3 separate regions of the Zea mays genome follow, and regions 1 and 3 are each linked to region 2. The links are chromatin contacts, called in public Hi-C maps. All regions are on one chromosome and are shown on one strand. The core of a region is the stretch at or near the end of the contact, and the rest is flanking DNA. Distances in the headings are between cores, read along the strand shown. Region 1 holds the start of LOC103646334 (ABC transporter G family member 51). Region 2 holds the start of LOC109944496 (disease resistance protein Pik-1). Region 3 holds the start of LOC100274102 (Per1-like family protein).

Region 1 (3,226 bases), core at 653-3,152, 280 kb after region 2:
AAACTCCCCAGAAAAACCAATTCACAGACAAAAATGTCAAGGTCACCTTTAGCTGAGGATCCAGTTTACCAGCAAGGGCCAACAAGAGCGTCGATTTCCCAGATGATGGTGGCCCCAGCAACAGTGTCATTCTTTCTCCACACAAAACAAAACAAAACAAAACAAGAAAACAACATCAGCAGTTATTACCTATTACAAATTCCACACTACTAGCTAGTAAATGAGTGCTTGCAATCCTTCACTAAAGGATTATGAAGTGAATTATTTTCTGGCGCGCGCGTGTGTGGATATAAATTTAAGTTATTCGGAGTGTGTGAGATGAGTTTGCGTTCATGCAGAGCCCCGCGCAGTAACAAGTATCGTTTCTCACCTCCCAGGCTGTAGAAGCCCACTAACATCATCCAGAATAGTGAGCTTGGTCTTCTTAGGACGTAAAAGATGGCAGCAAATTAAAAGCCTCTGCACGAGGATAGAAGGTACTACGTATTAGCAACCGGTCGCAGCTGGTGTAATAATAATAACATTAAAAAAGGGTACACAGTTGTCATGTATAAACTAAAACTGTGAGCATGTCAAAATTGCTAGTTGCATCTGTCAGCCGTAACTGCACACGTGACGAGATTTAAGTACCCATAGCGTGCAAAGGGAAACTGGCAACAACGCGTCACAGGACTATTGCTGATCAAAGGTCGTCCTGACGTGGACAGTCTAATCACACGATGGCATTGGCATGAAGCAGTCGCTATCCGAGCAAGCAAATTAAAATCATGAGAAGATCCGCGCTTTGCCCTACCCAGCACGTAAAAAAGAAAAGAAAAAGACGAATCATATCCTCCATATATACCTCGGCAATGTCATGGACGTAGTTGAGGAGCGTTGGCAACGCCCGGCGGCCGTAGTGGACCTCCGTGGACACCGTCAGGTTGCGGAACCTCACCTCCACCCGTGGCACGTCCAGTCCCGCCCTTCACGACCAAATAAGCATGCAGTAATTATTGGGATCCACACCATATATATATTCAGTAAATACGCACGCAAATAGTAGTAGTAGGCAAATCATAGAAACTAGTAATAATCGATCAATGGGGTTTAGCATAGGCGACAGGATCAAAGTAAAAAAAAACAAAAATTGAAGATCGAAGGAGGACGAGGAGGAGGCAGGAGATCTGCTGCATTACGCACGCGTCAAGGCGGTCCCTGATGCCGCGGAGGAGTTTCGCGTTATCGCAGTCGGCGGTGGCCAGCGCCCTCTGGAGCACGCGCTGGGCGCCGCGGCGGTCGAGCCTCCGCACGTCCATGACCTCCTCCTTCTTCTGTGATGCACTGCCGGGGTCGAGGGCGACGATCGCGAGGTTGCGCCGCTGAGGGGAGGCGACCTGCTCGATGGTCGCCCAGAGCCGGTCGGCCGCCTCGTCGTCGTTGGCGTCCTCCTCCACATTGACATCCAACGCCACGTGGGGTTGGACGGCGCCGCTCGCCGCCATCGCCTCCGCCTCCGCCTCCGCCCCCGCCCCCGCCCCTGCGCGTCCGCCGCCTTGATCTGGCCTGGTCTGGAAGTGCAGTATACTAATTAAGTCTCTGCGACTAGACGTTATGTAGGTATAGGTTGGCCTCTCCCTCTGCCTCCGCCGTGATCTAATCTGGAGGTGCAGCGATGAGTCTCTGTCTCTTACGACAACTAGATACGTATGTATAGAGGTTGCAAGAACTACTAATAGAAGAGGAAAACAAAACGCGCACGGTTCTCCCCTGAGGGGGGAAGTGTACTCCTATATGGGATGAGAGTCGGAGAGGCGCGGCGGCAATGTGATCGGATCGGGCGCGTCTCTCTCTGGGATGTGAACGATGAGCACCAGAGTAGTAAGAAACTAACCCAATTTCCCACAAAAACACTGGGAAGGTACTGCTGGCGGTGGAGCCGTGGAGGCGCGAGGTCGCTGCCTCGCATGCATGCTACTATTAGCCTATTAATTAGCTCCACCACCACAGAGACGAGGCGGCGGCGGCGGCGGCTGTTGGGACAGCTACGTACCGTACGCGCCCGAGATCGACGGTAGTCCTGCGCGCCACCGGTACGCGTTGTAATCCAACAAGTTGCATTGGAGGTACGGATCTGTTTGGATTTCTGTCTAGGGCGGCTAGGGCCACAACATCGTTGTGGGCCTAGGAAATCAAACCGTCTCTTCGTTCCAAAAAAAAAAATTGTTCAATAGGACTTTTAGGCTCTATTTGGCGTAGTTTAACTTCATCAACTTTAACTAGGTGAGTATCCATACGTTGCAATGGAAACATATAATACATCATGTTCGAAGACACTCGCACAACGTCAGCAACAGCCGTCGTCACAGCGTACAAGAATTTATGCCCGGTCAAGAGCGACTTACGTGGCAGGTTGGGCTTCAAGTGGACGATGAGCTGGACAGTGTGATGGCGTCGTCGTCGGATGCGATGCCCAGAACAACCCGAGAGTCGCCGACGTTGGCGACGGCCATGAGGTCCCCCTGCTTGATGATCGACAGCGCGATGCAGCCGCTCTGGACCGTATCCAAGGGGGCGGCTGTGCCAGAGCTTGTCGTGCACAGCGGCGCATGCGGTCACGTAGGACTACTTTCAGAGGTCGAACTGGTAGTCGTCATGCTTCTTCTCATCGTCGATGAACGACACCAACGTGAGCGCCTCCTGCTGGTGGTGTTTGTTCGAGGTTTCCAAGTAAGAAACATGGATTCATCCTTGTCATTGATTTATGAAAATGACTCACAAATCGGATCCATGGAAAAAAATATATTATGGAGAATAAATGTCATGCATGCAAAAAAGGTAATTTAAGTTAAAAACATTATTCAAACAAAAAAATGCATGTAAGGTCCTTTTTAAATACTCCTCCCTTCATCCAAAATATAATTCAATAATCTCGTTGATACTTATCTACTACTACGCATTGTGCAAGAGTAGCAGGTGGGCTTGAGGAGAGATGTAGTAGATGTTTTCCTGTTATAGTCTCATAGATGTGACATAAACACACATGTGGTGTAGCGATAGCTATTACTCGCATTTGCCTGAGGGGTCGCGGGTTCTAATCCGATTCCCTTAGACTATTTGTGTTTTAAATTTTAGGTAGACGTGGGTTGTACGGGAAAATGGGAATTTGAATGGGCTTTGAGTGGAAGGGGAATAGAAAAGACGAAAATGAGAATAGCAGAACAATGAATGCGGGTTCTAATCTGAT
Region 2 (3,681 bases), core at 325-2,824:
TACATGTATCTATATAATCCTAAAGAGCTAAAGTTTTACTATATATTTTTTTCACCATGTCTAAGTATAGCTCCATAAATATCAGGTTTTTATTTAGTTTCTCCCAATTTTTTTGTTTGTTCCAACAAAAGCAGGTTTCGCATGTTTGTTTCCCCCTATGTTATATTTTATATGAAAGTTAAATGGTAAGTGATTTCCTTCTCTATGGATCCCATCCGATTCACCAAATCAGGCTCAGAAGGTTATTTATTTAATTTTAGTTTGATATATGTAGAATATCTGGTCTTAGAAGAGAGAGGTAAAGTAGACATCCATTATTAATCCAGGTGGTTAAATAGATTTTTTTTTCCATTTTGAAAATATTTGGTTCATATTCGATGGATGGAGCGGCCACTCAAATAAAATATTCTCTCGAATACATTACGATTTACGTTAAAATTATATGTTAATGATTATTTCATAGGCCACGCTAGTAGTACTAAATCAAACCTATAGATTTAAAAACTTACGTAAGGACGAAAACTTCTTAATGTATTTCAATAAAATAGGATAACGTGTTGTCTACCACATTATGGAATTTGAACAATTTGTATCAACAACAACAATAAAGCTTTTTTACCCCCAAGCAATTGAGATAGACTAGATTTGAATCCCAATAGAAACAAGTCAAGCTTTACGAATATGGAAAAATGTTTTTCTTGCATCTCATGTCGTGGTAGTGAAATACTTTTTCCCCTCTACTGGTCGAAGAGACTGATCAGATGCTGCTGCCTAGTGCCTATACTACACTCCATCGATGAGTGCCCTGCTACATGATGGTGCACCGCCACGGAGCCTCGTCGTCGGCGCAAGGGTCTTCGACAAGGCAGTGGCCGGCGTACGGGTGGACGACGCCCGGCCCTGGGCAGTAGTAGCCGGGATGGTAGGGGTACCACTGCGGCGGCCACCCGGCCACGGGATTAGGATTACTACCACTACTGGCGGCCGCGTCGTCCTTCGTCGTCGCCTCCTTCTCGTCGCCCACCGCTTCCACCTTCACGATGTCCGCCCTGCCCGCCTTCACCTTCTTCCGCAGGCCGCTCGCCAGGCAGGTGGCGTCGACGCCGTCGCCGATCACCACGAGCTGGTGGTCCCGCTCCTCACCCTCGATCCCCACCGATTGCACTCCTGCAACCAAGACGTCACAGTCACAGACACGATCAGCTGCTGTGCCGCTCCTCGACCACGCGAGAGGCGGCTGGGCGTTCAGACACGGGTCACTGCGATCAGTAACGCAGTGCTTACCATATGTCGAGCAAGCTAGAGCCAGAGCGTTTTTACGGCACTTGTCGCAGGTCATCTGCACCTTGATCACAATCCTTTGCTGGGACCCGAATAATATCAAAAAAAAGCCCAAGAAGATGTTTCATCAGCTGGAGGGCTAGAGGCACACACACACAAAAGAGCTAGATGCCGTGGTCCATCGAAGAGACAAACTCTTCCCGGCAGAAAAAAAAAGAAGCAGAAAAAAAAACATGTTACCTTCATGTTTCTGTTGCACTCAGTTGCTTGCTAATTTGCTAATTTGGAAACTGAGTTTGTTGTGCAAAGAGAGGACGTCCCTTATCCAACCTATATACACCTAGGAAGAAGGTGCCGTGTAGTAGGCCCAACCCAAGGAACGCACACGTCGTACTTTAAAGTAATACCCAGTTGCTAAGAAGATTCCGGGCAGTTTAATTTGTCTAGAAGATCGATCTCAACCAGACTAACCAACCGATCGAGCCTTTCTACACACGCCGTGGTGTGCTAAGCTTTAGTCTAAGAATTGACGTCGAGGAAACTCTTGCGGGCTACTGCGGCACTTCTGTGAACGCGTGCCTGTGATCACACTTTCTTCAACGGAATAATAGGGCTGATCGTTGATCTCTTGGCATTTCCTTGTTTAAAATTTCTCGTGTTTGAACCTTGGCGCTTGACTACTAAAGCAACACCGATTGTCTGATTGTGTGTGTGCGTGCTGTTCTTTACAAATAGAATTAGGGCTGAGGTCGTTTCAGTTTTTTCTGGATGTTTGTTCACCAGAAATCCTATTCATCAGTCAGCCATGACGTACAGAAGGAGTTGACAGCAAGTCAACGAGGAAAGAAGAGCTTAACGCAAAGTGAAGAATTAATTATCACCTTTTTACACGTACCCATGGAGCAATTAGAACCCAAATCTACAGCACTGAGCTCTTCATTATTAATTAGTGCGCTAAGCACACTTTCTGTTTCTGTTAACGCTTATATATTAAGCACACTTTCAGAAGAAGCTGCACACCGCACAATCTGAACATGCTGACCGAGGTGTAAACCCGTTCGCTCGCTCAAAAGCGACGTAAGTACGTACATTGTATTATTCCACTTGCAACGCTAATTAAATTACTTGACCATATATATATATAGACCAGTCCTCTTGATTGCTTTATCCTGTCTTGATGGCGATTGATGGGTCAACACCAGATCCCCTGAAAGGACACACAGCGTTAGTAGCTGAGCTCTTATTACACGGCCATTTTCTAATCATATATAATCGTTGAATTTTCTAGCGAGCTGATTGATGCTGTATACCTTTCAATCTACTTGGCAACCACAACTCCACAAGCTGCTTCGTCCGGCCACTCTTTCTTTACTAGAAAGTTTCACTATATGGAAAAAAAAACGTTGTTGTCTCAGAGTAAAGCAACAGGGAAATGTGTGCACATCTGATTTCGGTTTTAGATATTTCGTAATGTAACAAATAATGGTAGAAGTCCTAAAAACGGTTTAAAATTGGTTTTCCTTAACACGCTCGGACATATTCTACACTTCCAAATGTAACATCTAGGAAATATATAGCTGCATAACACTTCCAAATGTAACATCTAGGAAATATATAGCTGCATAAAAAGACAGAGAGAAAAAACATGTGAGAAAATAGCATATAGCAATTGTACTATTTAGAAGCGTCCACGTTAATCCCTCACCAGGTCGCTCTCGATACAACCACTCATCACGCGAAGAGAAAGACATTGAAGCGGATCCCCAAGAGTTATAAGACTTCGACGAATTCGAGAATCAGGATAGTGACCTTCCCCAGTCAGCTGTGTGTGAAAGGTTTAATTACGTTGGGTACTTTTCTATTCTGTGTTCTTTGATATAAATGATGTTTATGACTCTGATATGTAATAATATTACCCACTCTTAATGATTATTCGAAGCATTGTGTGATGATGAGTCATTTATGTAATCGCTGTGTACGTGAGTTCTGATCCTGGCACGTGGTTAGTGTTCGGTCGTATGCCTTCTGAAACCAGGTGTGACAATCCCGAAACGTGAAGCTCGGATGGTCGAGTGTTGTTATGTCAGCTACTGTATGAGTGTAGTTTACGGTGCGTGGTGGTGAAAACCTTTTCCTGTGTGTCAGGTGGTACTTCGTCCTAAGTGTCGGAATGCTTCGACTATGATGGTCTGAAGGTGGGGAGGGTAATGGTGTTGTGGTGCAGAGTATAGTTGTGTGTTGGCAATATGATGCAATTGTGTGTTCCGTACATCGGATGTTCCGTGATGGGACATCGGACGGTCTGGTAGGGGGCCGGACGGTCCGCTTTGGACTTCCGGACGATCCGAGATTATACGTGGACAGTTCGGATGTGCCTAGAGGTGTTCTTGCATTAATTAG
Region 3 (3,324 bases), core at 593-3,092, 390 kb after region 2:
TTCAGCTACCTCGGCATCCAGGGGCTATCATCTGCATGGAGTGCACATCGGCCTCTGCTCCAGCCGCAACACTTGCACCCTCACAGCACTGCGACTGTGAGGGATTTCAACCCGTCGGCTCCTACCTTCGGCTTATGCTCCAGTCTCATCGTTTGCGGTGCTGCCGTTGCGATTACGAGGGGAGGGTAGAGTGTGTGTTTCCTATATGTATCCGTAGCCGGGTTGGCACCACTGTTGGGCTCCCGACCCATTAGGGTTAGGGTTTATCCTGGGTCTCTATATATATGTAAATATGTAATCACTTCCTATCCAATACAACTAGGGCTTCCCTTCCATCACAACCTGGCCCAGCAAAACTCATCAAAGGTTCAGGCTTCCTTCGTGCAGTGTTTTTATCAGGCACAATGCTCAAGCCTCAAAAGCCTAGTAATGTAATGGACACAATATACAAGTCATAGGGTCAAATTCAATAAATTCAAAACTTATTGCATTCTCACAAATAGTACTCCCTCTGTCCGAAATTGTAAGTTGCTTTGGCTTTTCTAGGTACACTAGATATATGCCTGTGTACTGCACCATGGCCATAAACCTCAGTAATTGGATGCGGACGTGAGATCTGGTTTTCGTATCGAAATTGGGTAGGACGACAACACATGAGCTGTGAATGAAGGATGATTCATATCGAACACGGACACATGAGCAAGGATCAAGATTTGGTGTCACCAAGAGATGACGTCAGAGTCTTTTTAGGTGTAGAGATAGCAAGTTTAGTTCATAATATGTCATCAAATCCAAATAAGACATAATTAACCAAATTCTTATTTCCAAGTTGATGTTGTAATGTTTGCTAGGATCCTAGAACCAACTCGTTGTTACAAAATTACACACCAGGCAATCAAGTTGTTCTAGTAAAGCTCATGCCTTATTGCTTCACATCTCGTCTCATAAGACACTGATACATGTTCCACTTGGCATAGAAAGCAAGTGTTAACTTAATCAAATGACCGTTTGCCGCAGAGATTCAGCTGTGCGCGTGTGATCTATTTTGAGGGACCCTATTTCAAATTGATATATTACTATGCAGCAAACTAGCTAGCATGGGAGTAGTCATCAGCCACATTCAAACGGTAACACACTAACACATCATTATCTTTACATGTCATAAACAGACCATAGATGTTATGTCCTGTCCAAGATTTACCGGATTAACAATAACAACAGTGGGACTATGAAATCGGAAATCCTCCTACAAGAATCTAGATCAAGCAGGGTTTTGCTTCATGTCTTGAGCAACAGAAAATAATCGGTGCATAACTAATTAGTACTGCTGGAGACAAGTAGAGATTGAGGAGAGACACACAGAGATGCAGCTCACCTGTAACGCGGATCAACATCCCCGAGGCTGGCCTCGACGGAGCCGAGCACCAAACCAAACGCAAGAAGGGAAGCCAACGGAACCGCCCAGACGCTTCGACCCATCGCAGCGGACGCGGCCAGGGTCCTGTGAAATCCTAGTGAAATCAGGAAGAATACCCAGGAGGCCAGGACATATAGCGGACGGAGCAAAAGTAAGCAAATCAGGGTGCTTACTGGAAATGGCAACCCAGATCTCCACCTCTACGGCTCCACGGAGCACAATGGTTACACAATAATAGTACGAACAAAATGGATTGCGCAGGCAGGACCGGTGGCCAGCTTCCCGCGGAGCAAGGGGGCAATTGAGCGGCAAAGAAGGAAAGAGGGAATTCAATGTCGGTCGACCTCCACTCCGCGCGCCGGCCGGCCAAGGAAAGGGGAGCAGGACGAGGGAGAATCAGGATGGATCATGGATGACCTCCTGAGTACCTGACCACCAGCTCAAGAGATAGCCCCAGCTCTGCCCCCGAGTCCCGACGAGGCGGCGCGCAGCCGCTGACTGCTCACTGCTGACCAGGCGACCAGGGGTGCGAGATCGCCTGCTCGACTGTACGTGGGCTGGGCCGCCGGAGTAGACTGGCTGTGACAACGATGGGGCCCCGCCGTCTCGTTTCAGCCTAGTCCAAACCTCCTTCAACCGGGAAAAGAATCCATAAACTGCTACATGGAACGACCATAAACTGCTACATGAATTGATAAACGGAATAATGGTTAGAAATAAAAACTACAGCTCTCTCGAAGCAAGATGCACAAGGTTATCCCTGTAGTGATTTCATTTAACCTTTATCTTCATTAGATATCCCATCATATTAACAAGTATGATGACACGAAGATTCATAAGGAGAGAGAGAAAGAGAGTTTATAGAAGGTGATAGAGTTTTTTATATGAAACTTATGATGTATAGTTTTATAGACAAAAAAATGATGTGACGTTTTTGAAACGGTTCAATAAAAGTCTGCACCAATGGGAAGAATAGTATAATAGAGACAAGTAATTTATTATAAGTTAAATTGTAAAAGTCAAATTATTCAATAAATGTTTTCTAGTATTTTTTTAAAAAAAATATGTAGCACTAAAGTTTGCCCATTTCGTTGACGTTTTTTATCCAAACATCAATGATCTCTATATCGCGCTCTCGAAGAATGAGATCTTGGGGACCTCTCTGCGAGGAGCCAGACGATTCGTGATAGGTCACCAGACGATCCGCGGTTGAACACCAGTTCGTCCGTCGTGGAGCAGATAACTACACTCTTCTTTGTAGGTACACGGACCGTCTGCATGTAGACGGCGGACCGTTCGGGATGGCGCAGAGGGCTTCATGTATAACCTAGATCTCGCCTTCCAATAGAGACCCTATAGAAGAGGAACAGTTTCCCATAGGTCATTACGATAACCATGCAAGAGTTAAGAACTCCAGCCTAAATTAATCTAATCGCGGACTGTTCGGGCTACTCTTACAGACTGACCGGGCCACAACGTCGGATTGTCCGATCGTCCATGTGCCAAATTCCTTCCTTTATATTCTCATCCGCTCTCGGGTTACGATGTCCTATGCGCCACCCTGCGGTTGGACCGTTACAGAGTGGACGGTTGACGCCGACCCGTTAGTGATAGGGTAGGTGATGCGGACATCAACACCAACACGAGCACATCTACACCAGCAGCACCTTCTCTAGCCCAGGCGCCACCCCTTCCACCTGGGCCAGTGACTCGGGCCCGTGCAAGAGAATTGAACTACATCATGTTGTTAAAGAACGAAGGCCCGGAAGAATAGACGACCAGCCCAATTGCGGCCCATAATGGACGACCTAGGGTTGGCCGCCCCTAGGGGCTGCGCCCCCTCTCTATTTATTCAGGAGCTGCGCCTCCTTTATTTTCGGAGTTTTGTTTTACGTTAGCCTTAGCTA

The links. A called contact is a pair of places that touch in the nucleus more often than the background predicts.
Region 1: a contact with region 2 is called in a Hi-C map of leaf, with 6 times the contacts expected there. The contact joins the promoter of LOC103646334 here to the promoter of LOC109944496 in region 2. A contact is called at or near these places in 11 of 25 Hi-C or Micro-C datasets (bundle sheath, ear, endosperm and 5 more).
Region 3: a Hi-C map of leaf shows a contact between it and region 2, with 4 times the contacts expected there. The contact joins the promoter of LOC100274102 here to the promoter of LOC109944496 in region 2. A contact is called at or near these places in 4 of 25 Hi-C or Micro-C datasets (ear, leaf and tassel).

What each region holds. Positions count from the first base shown.
Region 1 is chr2:41,368,527-41,371,752 of Zm-B73-REFERENCE-NAM-5.0, reverse strand. It overlaps LOC103646334 (ABC transporter G family member 51), which reads right to left and starts at 1,902. Exons shown (of 24, transcript XM_008671066.3): 1 at 1,183-1,902; 2 at 845-965; 3 at 371-459; 4 at 47-131. The coding sequence starts at 1,484.
Region 2 is chr2:41,644,257-41,647,937 of Zm-B73-REFERENCE-NAM-5.0, reverse strand. It overlaps LOC109944496 (disease resistance protein Pik-1), which reads right to left and starts at 1,574. Exons shown (of 3, transcript XM_020549280.1): 1 at 1,522-1,574; 2 at 1,285-1,363; 3 at 673-1,167. The coding sequence starts at 1,527. The coding sequence ends at 809.
Region 3 is chr2:41,250,830-41,254,153 of Zm-B73-REFERENCE-NAM-5.0, reverse strand. LOC100274102 (Per1-like family protein) reads right to left here and starts at 1,842. Exons shown (of 6, transcript NM_001148481.1): 1 at 1,591-1,842; 2 at 1,376-1,501. The coding sequence starts at 1,479.